Regions from separate parts of the Zea mays genome. Here all the other regions are linked to region 3. Evidence: chromatin contacts called from public Hi-C data. All regions are on one chromosome and are shown on one strand. Each heading gives the region's core, a stretch centred on a gene start, on an enhancer-like site or on the middle of the called end of the contact. The rest is flanking DNA. Distances are from core to core; before and after follow the strand shown.

What was found. A called contact is a pair of places that touch in the nucleus more often than the background predicts.
Region 1: a Hi-C map of endosperm shows a contact between it and region 3, with 3 times the contacts expected there. The contact joins the promoter of LOC100281013 here to the promoter of LOC103632673 in region 3. A contact is called at or near these places in 2 of 25 Hi-C or Micro-C datasets (ear and endosperm).
Region 2: a Hi-C map of tassel shows a contact between it and region 3, with 3 times the contacts expected there. The contact joins the promoter of LOC100304248 here to the promoter of LOC103632673 in region 3. A contact is called at or near these places in 2 of 25 Hi-C or Micro-C datasets (ear and tassel).

What each region holds. Positions count from the first base shown.
Region 1 is chr7:107,043,674-107,046,908 of Zm-B73-REFERENCE-NAM-5.0, forward strand. It overlaps LOC100281013 (RING-H2 finger protein ATL3I), which reads left to right and starts at 1,860. Exons shown (of 2, transcript NM_001291674.1): 1 at 1,860-2,039. The coding sequence starts at 1,934.
Region 2 is chr7:107,063,435-107,066,907 of Zm-B73-REFERENCE-NAM-5.0, forward strand. LOC100304248 reads right to left here and starts at 1,947. Exons shown (of 15, transcript NM_001361393.1): 1 at 1,093-1,947; 2 at 884-1,002; 3 at 480-554. The coding sequence starts at 1,575.
Region 3 is chr7:106,528,860-106,531,951 of Zm-B73-REFERENCE-NAM-5.0, forward strand. LOC103632673 (protein STRICTOSIDINE SYNTHASE-LIKE 10) reads left to right here and starts at 1,836. Exons shown (of 3, transcript XM_008654423.3): 1 at 1,836-2,209; 2 at 2,312-2,584. The coding sequence starts at 1,905. It overlaps LOC103632672, which reads left to right. Exons shown (of 1, transcript XM_008654422.4): 1 at 1-902. The coding sequence ends at 484.

The DNA.
Region 1 (3,235 bases), core at 610-3,109, 510 kb after region 3:
TAGGAGCATGCGCCTCCTCCCCTTATTCGTCCGACACCAGACTCGACACCGATTCGCGCAGTGGCTATTGCACGTCCACGAGAACGTTTCACATCATAAGCGCATCATCGTTTCCGTCGTCGTCGGACATCCCGTTCGTCTTCCCGGCCTTCGTCCTGTTCTTCCTCCCCAACCTGCTGCCTCCGCCCTCGGTCGCAGCCGCGAGCCGACCGACGCTCGTCGATGCGGGTACGAGTCGAGTCGGTCATGCTCCTGGCCTTTGTCCGTGCCTGCTGTCGAGGAGGACATGGTGACGCCTGCCACGCTTAGGTTATCTTGGCAATGAGGAATTCAGGTCTGAGATATTGGACAACCAAGGCCCATAGCGTGGCAGCAGTCGATATATCCTATGGAGTTGGTGGTGATGTTGTGTCGCTTCGGCGGGTCCAGGGCTGGGAATACACTCGCATTCTCTCGCCCTTCTCGGATTGACGCCTGGTGCGGGTGCCTCTCAGTTTGGAGCTGCTCCGGCTGGGCTTCTTTCTCCGCTTGCGTGCTCTCTCCCTATATATCTAGCGGTATACTAACTATGTCGTCTCCAGATGCTCAGGTCTTCGTCGTGTCTTTCTCCGGCAACGAACATGCATGTCTGCCTCTTCCCTTCCCCTCATGCTCTACGAAACCTTGAAAATGGGGGAGGCGAGGGATGGGGTCTCTGATTGCTGCCTATGGTACCCGTGCGTTCCTAATAAATATTATGTGAAGAGCAGAGACAGTCAATAAAAAATCTTGGGATCTTTTTGGTGGATAATTTACGTGGGTATTGATGTGAGCCGTCGCAACGCACGGGTAACCGACTAGTAATAGCATAATATCTCTCCAACATACTAGCTATTTAACTTGCTAAGCTATTCGGCTCTCTAAATTAACTCCCTCACTAGCCAAATTTGGTTAGCAACTCTCGCTAGCCAAGCTAACTTTATGTTGTAGAGTCTGTTGAAATGAAATGTTATATATATATATATATATATATATATATATATATATATATATATATATATATATATATATATATATATATATTGTTTAATATTCATGGAAAGACAAATAAAGAGTCAAATAAAGAGTCTCTTGGAGATGCTCTTAGTAAACTAACTATAACTAAGACTCTGTTTTAAACCTCTAAAACTAATTGGTAATCAGCTAATAAGTTATTAGCTAATTTAGGTAGGTTGAAATAGCTAACAACTAATAGATATTGAAGAGGTATAGGTAATAATTAGTAGGTCTATTAGCTGACCCATTCCGTTCTAAATCTTTAGAGCTTAGTTGGCTAATAAGTTGTTACTTGGTTTTAGCTAGTTTGGAGCTATTAACAACTAATGATTATTTGTAACGTATAGCTAACAATTAACTGGTCCATTAGCTAATCCGTTCTAAACTTCTCAAGTAATTTTAGTTGCTAACTAGTTTAGAGGTCTAGAACATGGCCTAAATCTCTTAAGTGATTTTAACGGCTAACTATTAGTTTAGTCTTAGAGATTTGAGACATGAACTAATTTTAACTAATTTTTTAACTTCAATTGGTAATTACACGTGTATCCTGTCAGGCCCTAAAATGTTAATTTGGTTAATTCAGGTACAAATTAAAAAGGAATTTAAACACTGGTGGCCAGAAGGTTCTAGAATCTAGACTAGAGTGACCATCGAATCGACGATGGAGAAAAACCGCTGAGGCCCGGTTGGCAAGTTTGACACCACAAACAGACCCACTAACCCCAACATCCCTCCCCCTAGGATCTCAATCCAACGGCGCGCACACCCTCCCTCACTAGCTGAAGAGCGGCGGCAATAAGCCAGCAAGGCTCCTGTGAACCCGAAGTGCCGGCACCGCCGCTGTTGCAGAAGTTGCCTCTTTTTTACGTCTTGTTTCTCCTCCACCCCGGCGACGCGAATGGAGAAGGGCAGTGGAGGCAGCAATCCTCCGCCGCCACCGCTCCACATGGAGGACTTCCAACTGGAGGGGAAGAAGCCCGTCAAGAACCCCTTTGTGCCCATCGGTATGTACGCGCCGACGGCCCCCCTCTCTCTGACGCCCGAGGCTGGCCCCGTAGGACCTAGCTAGTCCTTTACGCGCTGAGAACGGGGACGAGCAGCTGCCCGGATCGAGACTCGTGGGGTGTAATTCTCTGGGGGCAGGTTTGGATTGGTAGGGTGGGGGTGGGGATCTGGCTCCGTTTTTTTTCCTAGGGCCGTATTTTTGCTGTTTTGGATTGCTTATGGTGCCGCTAGATTGATGAAGCCGCTAGCGTAGGAATTAAGGTGTGAAAACTGGCATGGAATTTGATGCTTGTTGTTTGATTTGCCACAATACGTAATACATATAGACTGCTGTAGTTTGTCTATTTGTTTTACTTCTTTTGCGTAGCGTGCATTCTTTATTCGCATTATATCAGTAACTGCACTATGTGGCCGGAGCAGGAGAAAACGAAATTTGAGAAGATAGCAATTTGCCTTGCATTAATTTTTATGTCCCTGATTTGTATGCATATGGTGGTCGAAATTTTCTGCCTCATCAATAATCAAGTAGTGCATAGGGACTCACCCTCCCTTTAAAACATGGCTATAAAGGATTGGTTTGTTGATGATAGGGGTAGGGAAACTCTGGAATAGACATAGGTTTCTATGTATGGTTATTTGTAAGCACACTTACATCCATTTTCATGTACCTCTATGAATGAAAAATAATAACTGTGGAATAGACCTAGGTTTCTATGTATGAAAACAGTAGTTATTGTGTGACCAATAGACTGTTTGTTGGAAACAAAAATGAGGTTCCTAGATTAGCTCAGGGTAACGTAATGAGGAACTTTCATCTGGGTTAGCCATTTAGGGGGGCATACTATTGTGATGAATGAGTTTGTAGCATAAAGAATGGATGTTGGAGTCAGGAGGACATGTGGCACCCCCATGAGCAACACTTGAAGGGTTGAATTTGATCATGCCCTTACAAATAATATTAAGAGCATAAAGAATGGAGGTTGGAGTGAGGATGTTCTGGAAACTTCAGCCTCTTCGGCATAACTATCCACCAGCTTTAAGATAATTCATGAAGTATGTATGGGCCAATGTCCTTGGAAGTATTTAGATTTATTAGGAAGTCTTATTAAGTCTTTGATTTGTTCCTGAGTTTATCATCCTTGCTTTGCTAGTTCTCTTTTCAAAACCTCAGGCCATTCAATAGCATATTTTACTG
Region 2 (3,473 bases), core at 697-3,196, 530 kb after region 3:
GCTTCGATGGCTGTTGGCTAACTTTGGGATTTCTCTTACTACTCCTACGACTGTGCGGTGTGATAGTAGCGGTGCTATTAGTATTGCTCGGGATCCGATAAAGCATCAACTCACTAAACATATTGGCATCGATTGTTTTATGTTCGGACTGTAGTTCAGGATCATGTGGTTTCCCTTCAGTATGTGCCTTCAGAGTTTCAGCTTGAGAATTTGCTTACAAAGGCCCATACAAGAGCTCAACATAGTTTTCTTCTTTCCAAACTCAGTGTTGTTGATCCATCATGAGTTTGAGGGAGTGTTAGTGTATATGTATACTAGTGTGTTTTCTACTTTTCTTGTACTCTAGGGTTCTCCCTGTAAAGTGTACACATGTACTTTTGCCCTTTGGGCCCTATGGAATAGACAAGTTGCCATTTCTTCTTCATCTCTAACAAGTATATCTCATAAAAGTTAAAGCATAAAAAGTTCAAAGTTCAAACCAAAATCGAGCAGGCATCTCCAATGAGTCAACAAACGTTCCTAAGAGGCCCTTGTTATCTGTCTTCAAATGAATTCTGCATCAAGAGTGGAAGCTGTTGGATGATATCTGTAATACTCCCTCCGTCCATTATGTAAAAGTTTGTCTTGAATCGGATAAATCGAACTTTGTAAGGTTTGACGAACAATTAGTTAAATTATATGCAATGTTTGTGTATAATGTTGTATAGGTATATTTATATTTCAGATTTCTTTTTATTATGATGTTTATTTTGTAGCAACTGATAATCTATTGAAAAATATATTAAAGGCGATAATCTACTTTTGAAGACTCCATCAAAATTGATCCTACATTGATGGACAGATGGAATAGTGTGTAGTAACATGGGAATAGTTCCTGGCTTACTTGGAATCCACCAAGGAAAAACAGTTTACAGTAATGCAGGTTTTACTGCAAGTTGCAAGCAGAACAACCCGTGTCCAAGCAAAGTTCAGACACACTGCTCGAAAGTTCTTTACAGAGACCTACAAAGAAGTAAAATAGGTAAGTGGCACCTTGAGATGGAAAATTTAAGACTGAAAATTTGAAGGTGAAGTTGTAAAGTTGCAACATACAATGGCACCAACTCGAAGGGAATGTGGTGGCAGAAGCTTCTGATCATCAATCAGCAGCCATGCAGTGTCATCCAGCTCAACCACCAGACCCTGTGAATAAATTCCAGTGATAACCCCAGCATACTCTCCACCGCACTTTTCAGGTAAGTTATCCAATGGCAGACTGCCCCTGTAGGATGGGCACCATGCCATGGTTGTCTTCGCAGATGACACCAAAATTGTGTGTGAGGCTTTGTCCCCAACAGAAACCATTTTTTTACTTAACCCAGAAATGTACACCAGCCTCCCCACAAGCCACACTAGAACCGGCCGCCACATGCTAGACGCATCCACAAAGTAGACAAATTTCATCGTCTCAAACATGTGAGTCTGGGCATCTTCCGGCGGTGTCGCCCTGCAGCAGCGGCGACACCCACAACACAAAATCTCCGCCAGAAACCCAACTGAATTTCTGCTTCCTGCATCAGCCTTGGCAAGCGGCATACTGAACACAATGCTGACGGACCTGACCAAACCAAATGCGCAGCCGCGGGTAGCCAAGTCGGGCTCTTGATCCGGGAAACGGAAGGGGACCGTCGCCAGGAAGCTATATTTCACGGGAGGAGCGGACTCCTCGAGGTGCCAGCGGACCACTTCGAGTACGCCCGGCTCGGCGTGGAGGCGCAGTGAGGGTAGGTAGTTCCACGCAAGGACACGGATCACGCGGCCCAGAGCGGCGGGATCGAAGTCGAGGATGCAGCAGCAGACGGAGGCGGCCGCGGTGGCCGGGGAGGCAGCGGTGGGGCATGGGTCGGAGAAGGAAAAGCAGTTGCTGCGGCAGGAGATCGGGGAGGAGGCGGAGGGGAGGGAGAGCGTGCCGGAAAGGAGCACGGGGTGGGACATCGGCGCGAACGGGACCGTGCCGGTGCTCCAGGTTGGGACTGGGGCGGAGAGCTTGTGCTTTTTACGGGGTCGGGATGTGGAGGTGGAGGTGGGGACGGAGAGGCAAAGGAGGGAGGAGGCGCCGGTTGTGGGACGGCGGAGCCGGAGGAGGTCGGCCACAGTGAAACGCGGCGGGGCGGGCGCCGAGGCCTCCATGGCTAAGGGATTGGGGAGGGGCGTTGGGGTTGGGGGTTTGAGAATTTTGGGAGGGGAGAGAAGTCGGAGAGAAGGCCTGAGAGCGGGCGGGAAACGAGGTGGTGGGGAGTGGGGTGTGGGGCCCTATTGGCAGTGGGCTGACGTGTGGGGCGTGTGGTGGGCTTAGATGGGCCTCGTGTTATTTGGTTGGGTCGCATGTTGGGCTTTGTTGATTTTGTTGGGTTTTATGCTATACTACTCAGCGGAAAATGGGCCGTAGTACTTTACAGCATAAATCTCAGCTTTACTAGAAAGCGTGGTGTGCCGTTGGCGCTCTCTCTAAGAGGCGGTTCGCTAAACTATGGACCTAGACCTAACAAATCATTATAACCAAATCAGGCTAACGAATTTGAGTTAACAAATAGTTGTTACTAAAGAATTACAACAGAGTCCATTCATGGTTGACTGTAAGGTGTAAACTAACTCGTTGATACAAAAAATTAAGTGACCGGGTAATTTAGGACATTCGGTTCCCAAAGTTGTTTCTTTGTGTGACAGTTGTTGTTGCTATTGCTAGGGAAGAACAAGCTTTTTTGGTTGAAATATTACTCCATAGTAATCTACTGTTTTTTTTTGTCTATTGCTTAAGGTTAGCCTTGTTGGAGCTATTGTTATATTGATTTTTCTCATTATATAATTTTTTGGAGTAAGACGTCAAATAGAGAAGTATGAAGTACTTGTGCTATTTATATTACAAAAATCCTTTAATGTTTTATCATAATGACAACATAGGAAGTGATTTTATGAAGAATCTTTTGCATTCAAGGTTGCGGAAGGTAAATGTCACAGCAGGACGGCGAATGGGTATATGATGTCCTAGCAAAAATGCATCATTTGTAATATTTGAACTTGTTAAAGAGAATGTCTGTTATTATTTATTTAATATGGTTTCTTTCTATATTTTAATAGGAAAATAGCAGAAGGCGGACATAACTCTAAACCAAATAATTGGTACAAGGCCAACAAAGTATATCAAATTGTTTCCTTTCTCTTTTCAGTTGGCGCTAGTAGGCATTGTAGCAAATAGCTCATTCGCCACTTTAAATGGGAACCAAGCTTGTTGTTATTTTATATTTTATTAATTAAAAAATTAGAACTTAGCGATGGAGCGATGAAGAATTAATATACATAATGTGATGAAGAATCTACATGCAAATATTTTGTTAAGACTTTGGTTGTACCTCTTTTTCTGGTGCACTTCTAAATCACCAGGTGCTATTTTGATCTATTTTGATGAATCGATTGGGCCTAGGTGCAAATACTCA
Region 3 (3,092 bases), core at 586-3,085:
GAGGTTCAACACATTTTCTCTTGGAAATATGTCACCAAAGATAGAAGAGCAAAAAATTCAGTACACCATTCATACCATTGGAGGAAGCTTAACTGCAGTTCATGGATTTTTTGTCCAACTTGGTGTCAATGTGGATACGAGTGACTGGGAGCTTCAAGCTCTGGGAAGACTTTCGGTTACTGTGGCAAAGCAAGCCAAGCTCGACCGCTTCCCCATCACCATTAGTGATCCAATCTCAGCTACGTTCGGTGAACCATTTGAGAAAGCCAACCCAAGCCATTCCTCCACAGCAATCGTTTGTCGAGCTGGTTCAGGAATTGATATGGTTGTTGGCCTTGTTTCTTCTAGTCTAGGTGCTGTTGCTAGTGGCCAAGGCAATTTCAAAGTCTTAGTTTGGGATCCTGGTGGTTATGCATATCACAGCTTGGGGACAAGCTGTATTTCAAGCGGTGGGGAATGTCAGCATCTCAGACAGGAGCAATGAGCAGACAACGAGAACAAGCCACGGCACGTGAGAGTCCATCGTCCAAACGCCAAGGTTACTGAGCCAATATGGGCCAAGTAGTGGGTCCGCTATCTATGGGTCGCTTGATGTTCGAGTAGTACTATATAAAAGACAAACACTTGTGTAATAGGGGCATGAACAATTTAGCTATCAAATATCAGATAAACTCGTCTTCCTCCCAGCTATTCCCTTCTCCAAGTCTTATTCTCCTCTGAGCTCTTCCTCTTGGATCCCCCTTCCCAGGTGTTGCTAACAATAAGTCCATCTCAAATTCATGGGGTGAGAGATGGAAATTGATTCTATAGATTTACATGCTATTTTTCTGATGTACAAATTATAACACACTTTTCTACTTGCTTCGCTATAACATATATATAGTATATAACTGTCTCTCTCATATGATTTAAGATAATATATAAATATATTACATATATGTTCATAATTAGTTTTGTCTAAATTATAATTATTGAAATGGAATTCAATTCCAACCAAACAAATAAACGGGGCCTAATTCTATTTTTGGTACCTGCGAGCTGCTAGCGCGGCATGACATCTCACACATGAACTCGTGGAATAGTTGTACGAGTCGTCATGATCTCACCGGCTATCTCATCCCAGCGATTACCAACACTGATGGCAACGCTTGCTTGCAATTGCAATGCAGCGACCACATGCGCGTGGTGGCCCTGGGCGCCTGCTGCGGTAGGACCACCGCTCGCGCCGTGCCGCCGTGTCGCCGTGCTCCTCTTACTCCAGGCGAGGCTCTCGTTCCCGAACGGCGGGCGTGGTGGTGCGCCCCGACAGCACGCACGTGGTAGTTGCCCACACGGCGCTGGGCGAGCTGCAGACGAGGCACTGGGTCCGTCATCCGTGGCGGCCGGACGGGCACGTCCGAGACCTTTTTACGACGGGGAACTCGGTGGCGCTGAGCAGGGACTTTTTTACGCGGTCGGCGGCGAGGCCGGGCGGCCGGCCAAGACGCCCACTGTCGACGTCAGGCAAGGCATTGACGGGCGCTCAGTTTCGTCCTTTCTTTAGTACTCTTGGTTCCGTCTTTAGTACGTCAGGCAACGTGAAGGAAGCTCTTCCGTTCCGTCTTCATTTTTTTTTTGCCGGATTGCAAAACCCTAGGCGCGGCCCGCCACACGGCTCGCGTTCGCAAAGGCCGACTTTTACAAGCCCAATAGGTAGTAGGATGCTTCAGTACCTTGATCTGTCATGGGCACAGTTGTCTTACTTGTCTGTGCAGTGTGCACTTCCGAACTCCGACGCCCGCCGGGTCATGAGCCTGACAACTTTGTATATAAGAGGCACATGCCTGTCCGGACACACAAACAAAACACAAGCATATACCGAAAGCAAGCAAGGCTTCTTTTTTTTTTCTTTCTCTCCCAAGAACATGGAGGCTCCCTCCACCTTGCTCCAGCTCTCCCTCTCCTCCTCCTCGTCTCTGGGTCTTCTTCTGCTGCTGCTGCTGCTTGTGCAGTTGCCGTCCATGGCCAGCTGCCACGAGGAGATGAAGTCCATCTACGTGGGCCAGAGGGTTCTCCCCGTGCGCCTCGGCCGGCCGGCGTTCGGGCCCGAGAGCCTCGCCTTCGACCACCGCGGCGACGGGCCCTTCACCGGCGTCTCCAACGGCCGCATCCTCCGGTGGCGCGGCGCCCAGCGCGGGTGGACCGAGTTCGCCCACAACCACAAGCACGAGTACGTATATATTTATATATAATATACACGCGCCGGCCGTACGCACGTTGCATTGGTCGTCTATCTATTGGCCGGTGACGCTGCTGTCGCTGCAAAGCACAGGACGGTGGCCATGTGCGCGGCGAAGAAGAGGCTGGTGGTGCCGGAGAGCGCGTGCGGGCGGCCGCTGGGCCTGCAGTTCCACCGCGCGTCCGGCGACCTCTACTACGGCGACGCGTACCTGGGGCTGATGCGCGTGGGGCGCCGCGGCGGCCTGGCGGAGGCGGTGGCCACGGAGGCCGGCGGCGCGCCGCTCAACTTCGTCAACGCCGTCGAGGTCGACCAGGAGACCGGCCTCGTCTACTTCACCGACAGCAGCGCCACGTACCAGCGGAGGTACGTACGGTCCGATCCTATCCGATCCCGCGCCACGCACACACAGGCACACAGCTAGCATTTGCGAACCATTTCAACTGAAAACTGTTCCTATAGCTATAGAACTCGTTCCCGAGGAACCGAACCAGAGCCCTTAGAGCATCTCCAAGAGACTCTTTATTTTTTACTCTCTATTTGACTCTTTATTTGTTTCTCCATAAATATTAAACTCTATATATAACATCTTATTCCAACAGACTCTCCAAAATATAATTTAGCTTGGCTAACGAGAGTTGCTAGCCAAATTTGGCTAGTGAGGGAGTTAATTTAGAGAGTGAGATAGCTTAGCAACTTAAATGGCTACTCTGTTGGAGAGCTATTATGCTATTAATTATCTAAAATTTAGCTTGACAAGCTATTTAGCTAGTCTCTTGGAGATGCTCTTAATAATGTACTGCAGTAACGACACACGCGGGCCGCCTGTATACGTGTACGGACGTAGTAGATGTTGCGTATATGCGCGTACGCA